Regions from separate parts of the Mus musculus genome. Here region 2 is linked to region 1. The links are chromatin contacts, called in public Hi-C maps. All regions are on one chromosome and are shown on one strand. The core of a region is the stretch at or near the end of the contact, and the rest is flanking DNA. Distances in the headings are between cores, read along the strand shown. Region 1 has its middle 4.9 kb from the start of Gm41589. Region 2 overlaps Trerf1 (transcriptional regulating factor 1).

Evidence for each region. A called contact is a pair of places that touch in the nucleus more often than the background predicts.
Region 2: a Hi-C map of the N1E-115 cell line shows a contact between it and region 1, with 3 times the contacts expected there. The contact joins two enhancer-like sites. A contact is called at or near these places in 5 of 39 promoter capture datasets (the 3T3-L1 cell line, cranial neural crest, hippocampal neurons and 1 more), 6 of 484 Hi-C or Micro-C datasets (the G1E-ER4 cell line, the N1E-115 cell line, bone marrow-derived macrophages and 2 more), 16 of 115 datasets of contacts at active chromatin or transcription factors (CD8 T cells, the HPC-7 cell line, VIP interneurons and 10 more) and 1 of 9 other capture datasets (bone marrow-derived macrophages).

The regions. Positions count from the first base shown.
Region 1 is chr17:47,143,372-47,145,911 of GRCm38.p6, forward strand. It overlaps a transcript of Trerf1 not described here. Among named protein-coding and RNA genes, the nearest start is that of Gm41589, 4.9 kb to the left of the region's middle. Within about 2 kb of position 1,265, at least 27 of the 459 cell types and tissues checked have an H3K27ac peak or open chromatin away from gene starts, as enhancers often do. A contact at or near this core is called in the N1E-115 cell line, where this site is marked.
Region 2 is chr17:47,263,425-47,265,964 of GRCm38.p6, forward strand. The region is part of intron 1 of Trerf1 (transcriptional regulating factor 1); the gene reads left to right. Among named protein-coding and RNA genes, the nearest start is that of Trerf1, 34 kb to the left of the region's middle. Within about 2 kb of position 1,262, at least 3 of the 459 cell types and tissues checked have an H3K27ac peak or open chromatin away from gene starts, as enhancers often do. A contact at or near this core is called in the N1E-115 cell line, where this site is marked.

The sequences.
Region 1 (2,540 bases), core at 15-2,514:
TTTTCCTTCTCTCCTTCCTCCCATCAGGCTTCAGGATCAAGGGATTAATATTTGGCAGATTGAGAGTTGAGTTAGTTCGAAATCTTAGTGCCACCTATCACATGTTCCCAACTAGGCATTAGCTAAACAAATTAGCTGTTATCTTTAACTGGGCTATTGGCTGAGTCTGATTGGGTGTATACGCTCAGAGAGTAAATAAGAATTCCTCATGTGTGTTTATTCCAGGGTGGAATTATTTACATGTCTAACCTGGGAGCCAAGAATGGGTTTTTTTTCCCCCTCTTAACATTTATTTTATTGTCTCGCTTTTGGCCATTAATCAAGTCACAGTAGCGCCCCCCCCCTCCGCCATTCAACTGAGAATGTTCTCGTGGTAATAAAGGCTTGAAGGCCCAAGAATCATAATTCATTCTTTTTATAATATTGTGACAATTGTCAGGATTTGATTTACAGGAATTGATACCCGGAGTGACACACCCCTTTGGGCCCCGCCCTTTCAGGCATGTCCATTTTCGCCAACTGATTGTTTAGAAGCTAGCCTGACATGTTGGGGGGGGGGGAGAGGAGGAGGGAGGGAAGGCGCCTTTGCCTTATGCATTATAGGCACAGAGAAGATTAATTTTGTAGGTTCCAGAATGAACGTGGGTCTTTTCACAGCTTGGTAAGCAGGCATCCACGTAGCAGGCATGTGCTAATATCAGAGAGCATTGACAGAAGCTTACTGTGGAAATAGTCAGTCTAGCAGCTGTGCAGAGAGCACTCTGTTAACCGGCCTGTGCCTGTGCTATTTGTTGAGTTCAGAGTTTAAATTATAAAGAGGGGAGAGAGGAGAGGGTGTTGTGTTCCGTGCCTCGTATATTAAAATGTGCAGACACGGAAAACAAAGCTTATTTAGAATTTTCTCTTTCTTTTTTGATGTATGGGTTTATCGTAAGAACACAAAGTATTGTTTTTCTCTCCCTAGGCAGGGTGGGGTGGTGCATAGAAGAATTTGCCAAGAGGCTGATAGGGTGAGAAGAGCTAAAATTGTTTATATTTAGTAGTTGGTTTGAGTTTGTGGGCATTTGTAACGTGACAGAACTTCTAAGGTGGCTGTATGCTCAAGGCAGGCCAAGGTGAATCTGAAAATGGATAGGGTACCAATTTTTAGCCGGTTCTGCATATGGGGGTTATTGTTATTATTTTTTTTTTAAAGGATAGCTCTTTGGGTTCCAGCTTTATTCTAGAGTCACGTGGAGTGAGAACCCAGAGCTCTTGACACTGTCTTCCTGGGCCAACGGCCAAATTGCTTCATGGACTCAGGGCGAGTTGATTAACTTCTGTTTTTTGTCTTCTCCTGGAGAAATGGATTTGTACGTTGGCATTCCACAAAGGCGCTTGAGCGGCCTGGCAACTGTGCCAACATGTAAAAGCCATTACTTAGGAAAGCCTGCTGTTGGTGTAGAGTCCCTCATTCATTTACATCTTATGGATTTTTTTAAAAATACTTTTAATTGTGTTTTTGTTCGTGAGTCTGCATGTGGGTATGTACACATGTGAGTGCAGATTCCTGCTGAGGCCAGAGGCGTGGGGTCTCCTGGAGCTGCAGTTATAGGCAGTGGTGACCCTCCTAGTGGGTGCTGGGAATGAAGTTCCGGTAGTCTGCCAGGAGCAAGCAGTTAAGTGCCCTTCACTACTGCTGAGCCACCTCTCCAGCCCTGTTGTAGATTTATTAAAAAAAAAAATCCTAATTATACGTGCTGCTGTAGAGGGAGCTTGTACTTTCAGGCACCCAAAATAATTTCAGTTCATCTTCGAAGTTTCCTCTCCAGCCAGCTGGCTGGATGATCTAATGCTGAGTCAAGCTTGAGGTTAGTTAAGCTGTTGTTCCCGGGCAGCAGGTAGCTTTGGGGAGGCGAAGTGGACCCTCAAAGCTTAGTGTGAACTTGCCTGATGAGCTCACATGTGGGCTATTGCAATTCGTGCGAGTGGTGATAGGGTCCTTACTGACTGACGGTGTATGGTGACTTCCGGGACCTGGACTGCCACTCTGGGCTTTTCGGGAGAAAGCTCTAGATGGTTTTATTGACTTTGGATATTGACCCAGAAAAAATAAGGATCCAGACAGGTGCTCCAGACCTGCCCTGGAGCCACACATTTCTGAACTCACGAAACTGTGTGGCTGAAACAGGGAAGAGGGCTGGAGTCCTCAGAGATCTTGTGGGAAGGCTACAATCTTAAAGGATCTTGTGGGTTAACCGTATTTTTAGATTTTCATATTGGAGAGTAACTGGTGAGGTTAAAATATAGTTGAGATTTTTCTCTTTATCCCCACCCTGTCCGGAAAGGGACTAAAACCCGCCGGATTGCAGTTACTGGTATGCTTATCCACTGATGGATATGGGCGTGCGTGCCTGCGTATATGCGTGCGTGCTTGCGCGCATGCGTGTGTGCATACGCAAGCCAGATGTCAGTGTTGCCTGTTTCCTCCTCAGGTGCCCTGTCACCTTATTTAACTTATTTATTCATTTGACTTTTATTTGTGTATATGTGTACCCCTG
Region 2 (2,540 bases), core at 12-2,511, 120 kb after region 1:
TTCCCCAGTCCATGGGATGATCTGCCCACCCTCAGTGCAGGACTTCTGTTCTAGAAATGTCCTCCCAGACGCACCAAAAGAGCACCGTGGTGATGCGCTGGCCATTTCTCAGTCTAATCAAGCCTGCATCTGAACTAACCATTGCACTTTCTTTTTCTACTTTGTGCTGGTGTTCAGAGAAAGTGGCAAAGCAGACTGTAAGCAAAGACCCCGGAGGTCTGATGCATACTGCTCAATGCCTCTTCTTAAATGCAAGGCTAATTTGAATTCCATCAGCAATGAACAGCCCTGCCTCTCTTCACCACTGTCAATCCTGGGAATGGCGGTTTATTGTAATTTTAAGAGCTGAACCTAGTGCCCCAGGCATGTTAGACGAGGGCTCTACCACCGAGCCATATTCTCGCCCATGTTGAGTATTGTGTTGAACACTGTTTTTGGTGTCACAGTACGAGCATTCTGCAGGATGGGTGCCCTCTCCTGGGTATGTGCACGCTGACATCTCATGGATGTCAGTCAGTGTTCTAGCTCCCTCCCCGTTATCATAACCTTCTTGCCAGCACTACAGTAGAACACAAAACTCACTTCCATTTGATAGGCTATTTCCATCTTCACCTTATCGATCTCTCCCCAGTTGACGACTTCCTGTGTGTTGGGACCATTTGTATTTCACATTTTGTGAATAGCCTATAGCTAATTTTTCACCATGCATGCTTATCATTCTCTTATTGATTTTTTTAAACCTTCTTTATGTATGAAGGACCTGAGCATGCACCTAGAAAATAAATTTCATTTCCCTGGCATTTAATTTCACTTAGGCCTCGCTGTTTGTTTACACATAGGATTAATACGTTTTTAACAGTTGAACTTACCAGCTTTTCTGCCTTTATGCTGTACTCCCTGGTGTACCTGAACTTCTGACTTCACCCACACCCCTTCTTCACGTGCCGGGATGAGGGATATGCTGGCTGCAGACATGCCTAGGGCTGAGCTCTGGGTTGTGGTCCTCAGTTCGGCAGGGTCTGGGAAGCAGCAGTCCCTACCTGGCAGTCCGTCTGTTTCTACCTGGATCCTCACAGTTTAACCAGGATGCCACTAGACAGATCGTTGCTGACCTGCTGCACACTGTGGTGATATAGAGGTGGAGGCTGAAGGTCATTGGGTATGTACATGAGGCAGGTGACAGTGCCCTTCTCCATGACCCCCTACTGCCACTAATAGGGGGCTCTTCTGGAAGTGGTAGCCTCTAGGGCCGTAGAAACTGAGGCAGTTGTCAAGAGGAAGGGCCAGCCAGTCTGGCCACATCTGTCTACTCTGACTGATTAAGCCCAAGAGGGAGCAAAGATGGGACAAGTGGGACCACGGCTTCTAAAGGCCATGTGACCTGGTTTGGCTCTGACTCTGTGGTAACAGCCTCATGATGTGGGCCAGTGGTACTCTATCGACTGGATCTTTTCCTCTCTACTTAACAGATGGCCCTTCCCAGTGAGCTGCCCCGGTGAGGCTGGCTGCAGGGTGGATGCTGGTAAATCGCCCTCAGCCGCACTTGCTGAGTGGAAGCTGGGGGACTTCTGGGATCAGGAGCACTCAGAGTCCTGTTCTCTTAGCCAATTCCCCGTGACCTAGGGTGTGTCTGCAGCACTGGGAATGCAGCCTGGTGGCAGAGGTCTCGTCTGGCATGGGTGAGGCCCTAAGTCCTCAAAATGATGATGATGAAGAGGAGGAGGAACAAGAGGAGGAGGAAGAGGAAGATGATGTGGTGATGACAATGTTGTGTAAATTGCACTACAGGGATTTTGTGTTTTTATGTGGGGGTGAACATGTGTATGCCTGTGTGTAAAGGCTAGGAAACAATGTCAGGTGTCATCCCTCAGGTATCACCCACCCTTTGTAAGGCTGCATCTCTCACTGGCCTAGAACTGGTACTGAGTGCATGCTCTTCCCTTCTGGCCTGCAGACACACTGAGTGCATGCCCTTCCCTTCTGGCCTGCAGGCCCACTGAGTGCATTCCCTTCCCTTCTGGCCTGCAGGCCCATTGAGTGCATGCCCTTTCATCCCTAAGCTGTTGCCTTTGTGATGGCTCCCACCCGCTCTGCCCTTCCCCAGCCCTGATTGGGTTGGGTCATTCTCCTTCACGTGGGTCTTCTCGGTTGCACCCTCAAAAAGACTCCCATTGGCCATTGCGGCTCATGTTGTCTAATTCCTGAGCATCGCAGGAGTCACAGCGTTAATAATAACAGTAGCGCTGGAGCTAACATTACAGAATGCCAGGTTCATGCCAGGCAGCTCTGTGAAGCTCGGCATGTGTGGATCCAGTTGGTCCTTGTATTTACTCTTTGGGAAGATTACTATATTGGGTTTTATTTGTTTTTTTAATAATACTTTTATCGTATGTCATGTGTATGAGTGTTTCACTTGCCTGTAAGTTAGCCTGTGCACCTTGTGGGTACCTGGTGCCCTCAGAGGTCAGAAGAGAGCATCAGGTCCCCTGGAACTGGAGTTATGAATGGTTGTGAGCTGCCAAATGGGTGTCAGGAACTGA